Linked DNA regions of Arabidopsis thaliana: region 1 is linked to region 2. A link is a contact called in public capture Hi-C data. All regions are on one chromosome and are shown on one strand. The core of a region is the stretch at or near the end of the contact, and the rest is flanking DNA. Distances in the headings are between cores, read along the strand shown.

Evidence for each region. Capture Hi-C pulls out chosen DNA fragments and counts their contacts.
Region 1: a contact with region 2 is called in a capture Hi-C map of seedling, with 1.7 times the contacts expected there. A contact is called at or near these places in 13 of 26 Hi-C or Micro-C datasets (callus, cotyledon, leaf and 4 more), 2 of 2 datasets of targeted methods (seedling and shoot) and 1 of 3 other capture datasets (seedling).

The regions. Positions count from the first base shown.
Region 1 is chr4:18,337,144-18,342,105 of TAIR10.1, forward strand. AT4G39420 (spatacsin carboxy-terminus protein) reads left to right here and starts at 1,984. Exons shown (of 26, transcript NM_001160821.3): 1 at 1,984-2,370; 2 at 2,573-2,759; 3 at 2,837-4,962. The coding sequence starts at 2,588.
Region 2 is chr4:18,294,527-18,299,675 of TAIR10.1, forward strand. CESA2 (cellulose synthase A2) reads left to right here and starts at 1,862. Exons shown (of 13, transcript NM_120095.4): 1 at 1,862-2,632; 2 at 3,141-3,527; 3 at 3,610-3,712; 4 at 3,809-3,998; 5 at 4,108-4,374; 6 at 4,462-4,807; 7 at 4,906-5,043. The coding sequence starts at 2,552.

The sequences.
Region 1 (4,962 bases), core at 734-3,233, 43 kb after region 2:
CCGAACATGTTTGATAATCATATTTAACAAAATCTTTGTTTATACCACAGCGATATAAATTAAATGATTAGGGACGGTACTAATATTACAGTTGAATATGTATTATAGTTTGTAAGAGATTTGATGTGCATGTGTTTATTTATAGTTTGTACATTCATTTTCCCTTGAGCGTAAGGACAGCGTCACTATGACATCACATCGGTCCGTGAGAATGATAGTATAACGAATATGCACGTAACTCGTAATGACATAGGTTTCTTTTTAAACCGTTGATGTTCGTGTGTGTTTAGTATCATATGATTTACATTTGGCCAAAACGACGGAAATTGGAATTTACTAAAAAAAATTGGGGAAAAAGTTTTTTTTTTATAAGTAATAATATGAATCTGTTTAATGGGCCTTCAGAAGTGGGGAAGAGATTGGAGTGTGGGTTGGCGAATGTAATCATTTCGTTTTTATTATATTTTTACTTTGTTTTTGTTCGTATATGTATTTGAAATTTTACATTATTCGTTTTCACATCCATCACCTTTCTTCCTCTCGCTTTACACAGTTTCAATAATTACATTTTCAGTGATCTCTGTACAATTGCTAGTTTCATTTTAAGCTTTATGTCTAACTAGGACCGTAACTACGACTAGTTTTGTCCGGTTCGTTCGGACTGTTCCCATAGATTTGAGTAACCGGCAAATCGGATAGGATTGACAAACAAAACTTGTGGTTTGTTTACGAAATCTAGAATCAGCAATTTGGTGCCTAGACGAGTTGAAAATAAAACAGTAATAATGAGTTACTTAGAACCGTAAACAATTCAGTTTAGCGAGTGAAGCTGGAGGAATGAGTCCATTGTCTACACATGTATCTAATCTAATACTAAAAAACATTGATCTCGTTGACTTTCTAACAAACAAAAAAATCGGAACACAACATACTTATAAAGTTGACTTTTGGGTTAATCACAACTAATGAAACCCACCAAAAAGGGAATAATAGAATCTTTATCGTACAAATTTACAACACATATATATGTGCATAACAATTTATAAAGATTTAGTTTAATATAAGGGACAGCTAAGGAAAGAAAAGAAGATTTTTAAAAGGAAGAAGATTTTTTTCTGAAAGAAATATAAGAGCGGGGCATGAAGATAAATGATGACACCATGCGGGGACTCTGCGTCTGTTAAGAGTTATAATTTGACAACATTATATTGATCCGACCATCCAAAGCTGTCTTGTAATGTCCTTCCTCTGTCACTTTATGCGACTTCTCTCAATGCCTCTCTTATTTCTTCTCTACGCCTATCTCTTTGCATATAGTTTTCTTTTGTCATATCCGTAAAAAAACTACAGATTTTTTTTCGGGTTCATTTAAGTCCAAAAATATATGTTGATGGTTCTACATAACTCTCATTGTTCCTTTTTAAGTAATAAGTACCTTCTTATATTTATTTATTTGCTCTAATTAAGCAAGTAACTTCAAATTAAAACATTAGGTACCAACAATTATGGTCTTGAGGGTAAAAAAGACGATAAAAAAGCCTCAGTGACAAATGTCAAAACATGGGAAAAGAATTGTAACACTAATTAATCCACAATCAAGTGAAACTGAAAACCCTAACATGGAGGGACCAACAAATGATTGGACATAACTGCACCAATCAAAAACTTAATTCTGAGTTTATTTTGGCATAATTTAGTTTGGTGATACGCAACTGGGTCCCATTTTAATATGACATAATTTAGAGTAAATTATACTATGAATAAAAAAAAGACCTTACCATAAAAGTCATTCGTTATTATTACTTATGTTTGCCATTACAAGTTTATATCCATTTCCTTTATTTTCCCGGAAATATTTTTTCAACGACCAAGCAGAGAAGTTACGTTACAGTATTATACAAAGAACATTTACACACATTACCCAAGGAAGGTGCAGGCTCGGGCCACTTATGGGCCATTGAACTTGTACAAATATTTATTTAGCCCATGTAAGAAATATCGAGGAGATATTTTGTTTACATAAAGCCCAGAAAGCCCAATTAGTTTGGTTGATAATTTTTTATAACAAAAAAAACAAAATTCCACGTAAGCACAGAAACAGACGACTGACACGGTGGTCCGTGAAGGCGTGAACCGAATCATCGACGGAGGAAACCACCAATGATTTCTCCATCTCACGTCGTCAAATGTTTCATCATCATCTTCATCATCTTTCGTACGACTTCTTTTTTTTTTTTTTTGGTTTTTTTTTCCCTTCCCAATCGAAGTAGCGATGCCTTCGCGATAGCTCTCTGCTTCATCTCGCCACTCATCTCAACCTCTTGATTTGGGTCTCTCTTGCTCTTGCTCTTGCTCTTGATCTCTCTCAAGGTATTTTATTGTTCTCTGAATTGTTTCCCTGGATCGAATTTGTTCTAGGGTTTTAAGGTTATAGCTCGAAATCGCCGTTGCTCGCTGTTTTAGCATCTCCTTTTCACGTTACTGTGTTCGTTGGTGCTGTGATTGGTGTTGAGTTGGGTTATAAGTTCGTTGTTCTTATTGAATTTTGATATGTGCTTTTGCTTGTGTATAGTGTTAAGCAAATAGGATGGAAAAGTTGGTGAAGGAAGGCCCAACTCTGCTGCAACTGCACAAGTGGGAACCTTCTCAATTTCAACTCAAGCTATCAGAATTTCGCGAGGCGTTTATTTCTCCGTCGAGGCAGTTGTTATTACTACTCTCTTACCACTCCGAAGCTTTACTGCTTCCTTTGGTTGCAGGTAATAACTTGTTTCTTTCTTATTCATATGTGTATGTATATGCGTATCATTTTATTAGCGTTGTTCGCTGTTATCAGGGAGGTCCATTGGCAGTGAGGTTTCGTTAAGTGGTGATAATGAAGAGTTGAATAGTCCTTCATGCTCTGGTGGGTCAGATCCAGAGAAAATTGAATCTCCTTGTGGATCAGGAGTTGGTTCTGGTGAGCCTGGTTTTGTAGATAATTGCAGTTCTAGTTGCAATAGTTTCCCTTTTATCTTTGATGCAAAGTCTGTTGCTTGGGGTAGTTGTGGGGATACTTACAATCGGCACAAAGATCCTTTGTTTAGGGAATTGTTGTTTGTATCTGGAAATCATGGTGTTACGGTCCACGCTTTTTGCTGTACAAAAGATTTAAGTGACAAAGCCAAAGGCAAACCAAATGGTGAGCTGAGGCATGGGGAGTGGGTTGAGTGGGGACCTTCTAGGCTTAGTCAGAAATCAGAACCGGAAAGAGTCTCTTCTTCTGATGGCTCAAAGCAGTGGATGCAATCTTTTTTGATTGATTTGGAAACTACTGTAATTGATGGTACAAGACAGTCGAGGTTCCCTGAGAAGTCAGCGTTTCCGGGTTCTGCAGAGGTTGTTTCATTCAGCATATTAAATACTGATTTACCTTTCTCGAATCTTCTTTTCCAAGACAACTCCATACTTCCGAAGGATAATATGCCTGAGGATGGTAATGTAAATGACAATAATTTTCTCGTAGCATCTGATCCAACTGCTTTGGATGAAAAATCTCGAGCTGATATGCCCGTAAACAATGTCAGTGTAAACAGTTTGTACAGGTGCATCAAAGTTTTCTCCAGCGATGCTCATTCTCTGATTGGATTTGTTATGGAGTTATCGGATTGTGCATCTACGCCTAGAAGGAATGAAAACGAAAGAAGCAAGGGTAAGAGAAATATCTTTGTTGCCAAGCTGTTTAGCTGGGGGATAGAATGGGTCTCCCTTGTGAAGTTTGGTGAGTCAAGTATTGGACCTACAAATGAGTGGGCAGATTTCCGGCTATCCGATAACTTTGTTATCTGCCTCAGTGTTTCTGGTTTGATCTTTCTATATGATGTGAATTCTGGGGATTTTATTTCTCATGGGGATATCTTACAGACATGCGGTCGTGGATTGCATTCTTCATCAGATAGGCAAGAAGCAACTGCAGAAGCAGATCAGCTAAGTGACTTTCAAAATCGTGCTCCATCCATGTCTAAGACTTGTATTGTTGGTTCCACGGACAGAAGAAAGTTTAGAAAGCTTATTGTAGCTTCTCATACACCACTCATAGCTGCAGTTGACGAAAATGGTTTGGTATATGTATTATGTGTCAATGACTTTGTTTCCAAGGAATACCACATGGCCGCGGAACCTATTCCTGATTTACTTCATCTTGGGCTTGGAAGTCTGGTTGGGTGGAAAATCGGCGGCATGGACATTGGCCAGAAAAAAGTGCACCACCCTAGTTCCTCTGGGTCTCGAGGTGAAGATGCTTTTTCCAGGCGTGATCTTAGCTTTTCTGCTTCGGAAATCTCGATGTCTGACCCATGTTTGGAAAGACAACAGAACAATTTTGATCGAAGAGCTGGTTACTCTGGTTCATGGTTGAGTGGTTTTTCTGCACAGCCTAAAACAAATGGGCTGAAACTTGAAAAATTTCGAAGAGACTCGCATGTCACGCGGAAGATGTTTCTATCCGCCGAAAAATTAGGATTGGATGATAACATATGTTTTTCTCCATATGGATTCACTCATTTCTCTAGAAAGTATACAAATAAGGATGATCGAAGCTGTAAGATTTTTCATTATAGTCTGCAGACGCATATGACTGCGAGAGATGATAGTTATTTGAATTACGATGTCAACAAGAATTCTATTCAAGGTGCAGAGGAGAATTTCATAGGAGAATCAGTTGGTTGCTCTTTCCAAGGATTTCTTTTTTTGGTGACTTGTGATGGTCTTTCGGTTTTTCTCCCTTCTATCTCAATAACCTCAAATTACCCAACTATTGAGGCCATTGAATATCTGCAGCCATTCCAGACCACTGTCATGGGATACCGGGGAAGAGACGATTTGGCAGCAGGGGAATCACGTTTTCCTTGGCAAGTTGAGGTCATAGATAGAGTTATCTTGTTTGAAGGCCCTGAAGTTGCAGATCATTTATGCTTGGAAAAT
Region 2 (5,149 bases), core at 612-3,111:
TTTCTTTTTTCTTAACATAACAACATGGAAAGAGGTTAAGCGCCAAAAATAAAAAAGACTTTCTAATCGTAAAATAGCTAGTAGCTACCGACAGATTGTGAGTGCGAAACACACATAACACAGTAGATAAAATAATTGAAAAGTAGTTAAAATAGTTCTCTTCTGTTTTTTTTTTGAACCAGTTTTAACACGAAAGAAAAAGACACCAGTCATTGACCTATCATAATAATATACACAAGATTTGGCTTATTTAAATGTAATCCCGAAGAGCGAATATTAAATACTCCTCTGGATAGCACAATAATTCGATTCTAACAATAAATTAGAATATATTGGGAAAAGTTTAACAATAAATTAGTACTAACTTTTTCCTGTGGATAGCACAATAATTCGATCCTAACAACAATGCCTGTCTATTTTAGTCGCCAGTTTCAAAATACTGCAATACAGTGAAAACATTTTAAAACACATGCTTCATCTTATCTTTTTGGCTATTCTTCACAGTGGTAAGTTTCCGTCGGTGCCGATATTATATGTTTGTGCTATTAATTAATCATGAATTGTATAAATTTCCAGATTTGTTGGTGGAGCCTTGTAGGCCATCAAAAGCTTTTGATTTTTGAACAAATAATGGCCCATATATCGACCGACGAATATTTGTACTCCCATGAATACAACAATCTAGTTTCAAGTAAAAAGTGTTCAAAATATTTCAGATTTTTGTATCGTAGTTTTAAAAGACTAAACCAATTGTATAATTACATTTCTATTTTCCAGCTGCTTGGCCGGCTGATATGGCAATTTTTAGCAACATTTATATAGGAGCGTATTGTATATTTTTGTTCACCTGTGGCTATCTTGTATTCATTTTGATAGAAAGACTAACTTTGTACCATTCAAATAATGATTCGGTTATCATTTCGCCATCAAATAATCGATTTATACCTAATACTGCGAAGATAGAGACATTTTAACAATACTATTTACGATAGTTCGGTAGAATATAGTAATCTATGCATTGATGACATCGTCGGCTCTAATCAGCTTTTATAATGCTTATTAACATCATTATGGCATATTCATAATTTAATCGAAGTAACCTAGTTTATTTTAATGCATTTAGATCAATTAGATGGGGGAAAAACTATGTGATCTTTCAAATGTTGTTTGTTCAAAGCAGAATGATTTATGTGTTACGAATTCGCCAGAATAATTTTAATTTAGCCAACCAAAAAAAACATAATTTGTAAACTTTTTCCACGTTTTAAACTATTTGTGAAATGTCTCCAAAATGAAAGAAAAAGGTTATGCCACCGACAATATTTTCTACCTTGTACAAAGAAACAAATTGTTTATTCAAAGTTGGTTTGGAAAAGATACTGATCCAACGGTCACGGATTTGAATAACATTGTTTAGTTAATACAACCAAATTATTCTTATGCTATGTGTACCTACTTAGAAGCTTACACAGAAAAAAAAAAAAAAAAAAAAACTTCTAAACTTTGGTTTTCTTTTTTTTCCCATCATTTATAATATTCACGTGTTACATAATAATTTGGATGTATATAATAAATGATCCAATAATTAACAAAATAAATCTGATCATCCAATCATAATAAAGTTGCGCATACTAAACAATATTTTATTTTCCTAAACACAACTTCTTTGATATATGGATTGGTCGATAAGAATAATAAGATATGGGTTTTAATAGAAGACAATCAATCTTCAGGGGCTTTCTTGAAATTACAGCGTGGTAAAAAACAATGACATCAATCTGGACCCGATCACGAGGACCCGGATCCGTATCGATAAACAGTGTAGCTTTCACTACCCCATTTTCCCAGAAACACCTCTCAAAAATTTCTCAAGAACTTGTATAAATATCTCAGTTTCGTTCACGCAGTGTCTTTTTTATTTTTGTATTTCTTTTTTCATTGTTCACCAACTCCTCTTGAAGGTGGGACAGAGTCCAGCTCCACCACCACCATAGCCATCGCGTCGTTTTCTCCGGGACCCACTTATTTCGTGACGTTTCTCTCTTTGTATATACATACAATTGTTTTCAGTCTCAATTTGCTGTCCACATTTTAACACAACTCTATCTCAGGGGTGGTGTCTGAATCTCGTCTCTCTCATTCCTATTTATCCCAATCTAATCTATCACAAACCCTTCCACATTGCTTTTGTCAGTCTGTAAAATTCTCTTTGAATCAGTGAATCACTCACTTAAATCCAAAACAGTTTTTTTTTCTTTCTTTCTTTATTTGCTTGTTGTGGAATCAATAGCTGTCTCCGGGAAAATTCGTTTTTTTTCTCCTTCGGGATCTCTTTTTTTTTTTTTTTGGTTTTATTTAATAATTATCCCCGAGCCAACATTTATTGTCGATTCGGTTTATTTCGTCTCCTTCGTCTTCCACTCTTACTAGTGCATGCTCTGAATCTGTATGTAATGGGAGTTCAACAGTCTGGATCCATTATCCTAGCCGGGTCGGGTCAAGGTCTTTGAGTAAGAGAGACAATTCGTTTTGATTCGGTGTAGAAGACATCATGAATACTGGTGGTCGGCTCATTGCTGGCTCTCACAACAGAAACGAATTCGTTCTCATTAACGCCGATGAGAGTGCCAGAGTAAGAATAACTTTTGTATGAATTTGTGACGAAAAAAGTTTAATTTTTTCTCTTTCTTTGGGATCTAGATTATGAGAATCTAGATGGAATATTTTGATCTGAAATTGGAAGTTTCTAGGGAGTAATGCCGCAACCCACATGTTCTGTTTTTTCTTTTTTCTTTTCTTCAAGTAGTGTTGCATGATTCATACGTGTCGGCAGAGATGTCCTGAGAACCGAATTCAATGTTGTAGCAGTAGCAATAAGTTCAAAGAAAGTCCATTTTTTTATATTACTAATTCTGTTCTTGGTTTATTTGAGCTGGTCTTTATTGCATTTCACCTGGATTCAGATACTAATAACTGTCTCAATTATGTAAAAATGACAACTTTATGAAATTCAGTTTCACAATTATGTAATTCATAATCGATGAATGTTTTCTTGAGTCTTTATCATCTTTAGGATTTGATTAAGATGCAATTTGATGAAAATACTAAAAAGACTCATGTGTTCTCATTTCTCTATGTAGATACGATCAGTACAAGAACTGAGTGGGCAAACATGTCAAATCTGTGGAGATGAAATCGAATTAACGGTTAGCAGTGAGCTCTTTGTTGCTTGCAACGAATGCGCATTCCCGGTTTGTAGACCATGCTATGAGTATGAACGTAGAGAAGGAAATCAAGCTTGTCCTCAGTGCAAAACTCGATACAAAAGGATTAAAGGTAGTCCACGGGTTGATGGAGATGATGAAGAAGAAGAAGACATTGATGATCTTGAGTATGAGTTTGATCATGGGATGGACCCTGAACATGCCGCTGAAGCCGCACTCTCTTCACGCCTTAACACCGGTCGTGGTGGATTGGATTCAGCTCCACCTGGCTCTCAGATTCCTCTTTTGACTTATTGTGATGAAGTGAGGAATCCAAATTGTTTGTTTTCTCTGACAATGTTGTTGCTTAGATGATTCTTTTTCTTATTAGTCTATGTGTTTTCAGGATGCTGATATGTATTCTGATCGTCATGCTCTTATCGTGCCTCCTTCAACGGGATATGGGAATCGCGTCTATCCTGCACCGTTTACAGATTCTTCTGCACCTCGTATGTGTTTACTTTTATGATTCCTACAATTTTTCTTCTTATATGATTTGGTCACCTTCTAATGAGTTATGAAATGGTTTTGTTTGTTGTTTTCAGCACAGGCGAGATCAATGGTTCCTCAGAAAGATATTGCGGAATATGGTTATGGAAGTGTTGCTTGGAAGGACCGTATGGAAGTTTGGAAGAGACGACAAGGCGAAAAGCTTCAAGTCATTAAGCATGAAGGAGGAAACAATGGTCGAGGTTCCAATGATGACGACGAACTAGATGATCCTGACATGCCTATGTAAGTTGTTAAAATCTAACAAAAGTTCAGATGAAATGATGCTCTGAAATTTTGTGTTCAATGGTTTTGTTTTCTTATTGTTGTTTAAACATTTTTCGTGCTAATTCAGGATGGATGAAGGAAGACAACCTCTCTCAAGAAAGCTACCTATTCGTTCAAGCAGAATAAATCCTTACAGGATGTTAATTCTGTGTCGCCTCGCGATTCTTGGTCTTTTCTTTCATTATAGAATTCTCCATCCAGTCAATGATGCATATGGATTATGGTTAACGTCAGTTATATGCGAGATATGGTTTGCAGTGTCTTGGATTCTTGATCAATTCCCCAAATGGTATCCTATAGAACGTGAAACATACCTCGATAGACTCTCTCTCAGGTAACATAAACCTGAAAAGTTCTTGTCTGCAAATATTCATTTTTTACATTCCCAAAAATTTTTGAAACTCTATTTCTCTTACATAAGGTACGAGAAGGAAGGAAAACCGTCAGGATTAGCACCTGTTGATGTTTTTGTTAGTACAGTGGATCCGTTGAAAGAGCCACCCTTGATTACAGCAAACACAGTTCTTTCCATTCTAGCAGTTGATTATCCTGTGGATAAGGTTGCGTGTTATGTATCAGACGATGGTGCAGCTATGCTTACATTTGAAGCTCTCTCTGATACAGCTGAGTTTGCTAGAAAATGGGTTCCTTTTTGTAAGAAGTTTAATATCGAGCCACGAGCTCCTGAGTGGTATTTTTCTCAGAAGATGGATTACCTGAAGAACAAAGTTCATCCTGCTTTTGTCAGGGAACGTCGTGCTATGAAGGTTTTCTTTGCTGCTTTTTCTCTTTCTGAGTATATCCTATCATAAAAGTGTTGTTTCAAGAATCTGATTTACGTTTTTTGCTTGTTTGTTTGTTGCAGAGAGATTATGAGGAGTTTAAAGTGAAGATAAATGCACTGGTTGCTACTGCACAGAAAGTGCCTGAGGAAGGTTGGACTATGCAAGATGGAACTCCTTGGCCTGGAAACAACGTCCGTGACCATCCTGGAATGATTCAGGTAATGATGAGTTTGATTGAATAGGCAAAAAAAAAGCGGTTTTTGTCCTCTTCACTTTGTTTTCCTGGATCTGTTAAATTGGAATGAGCACTCTAGTTCTCAATAT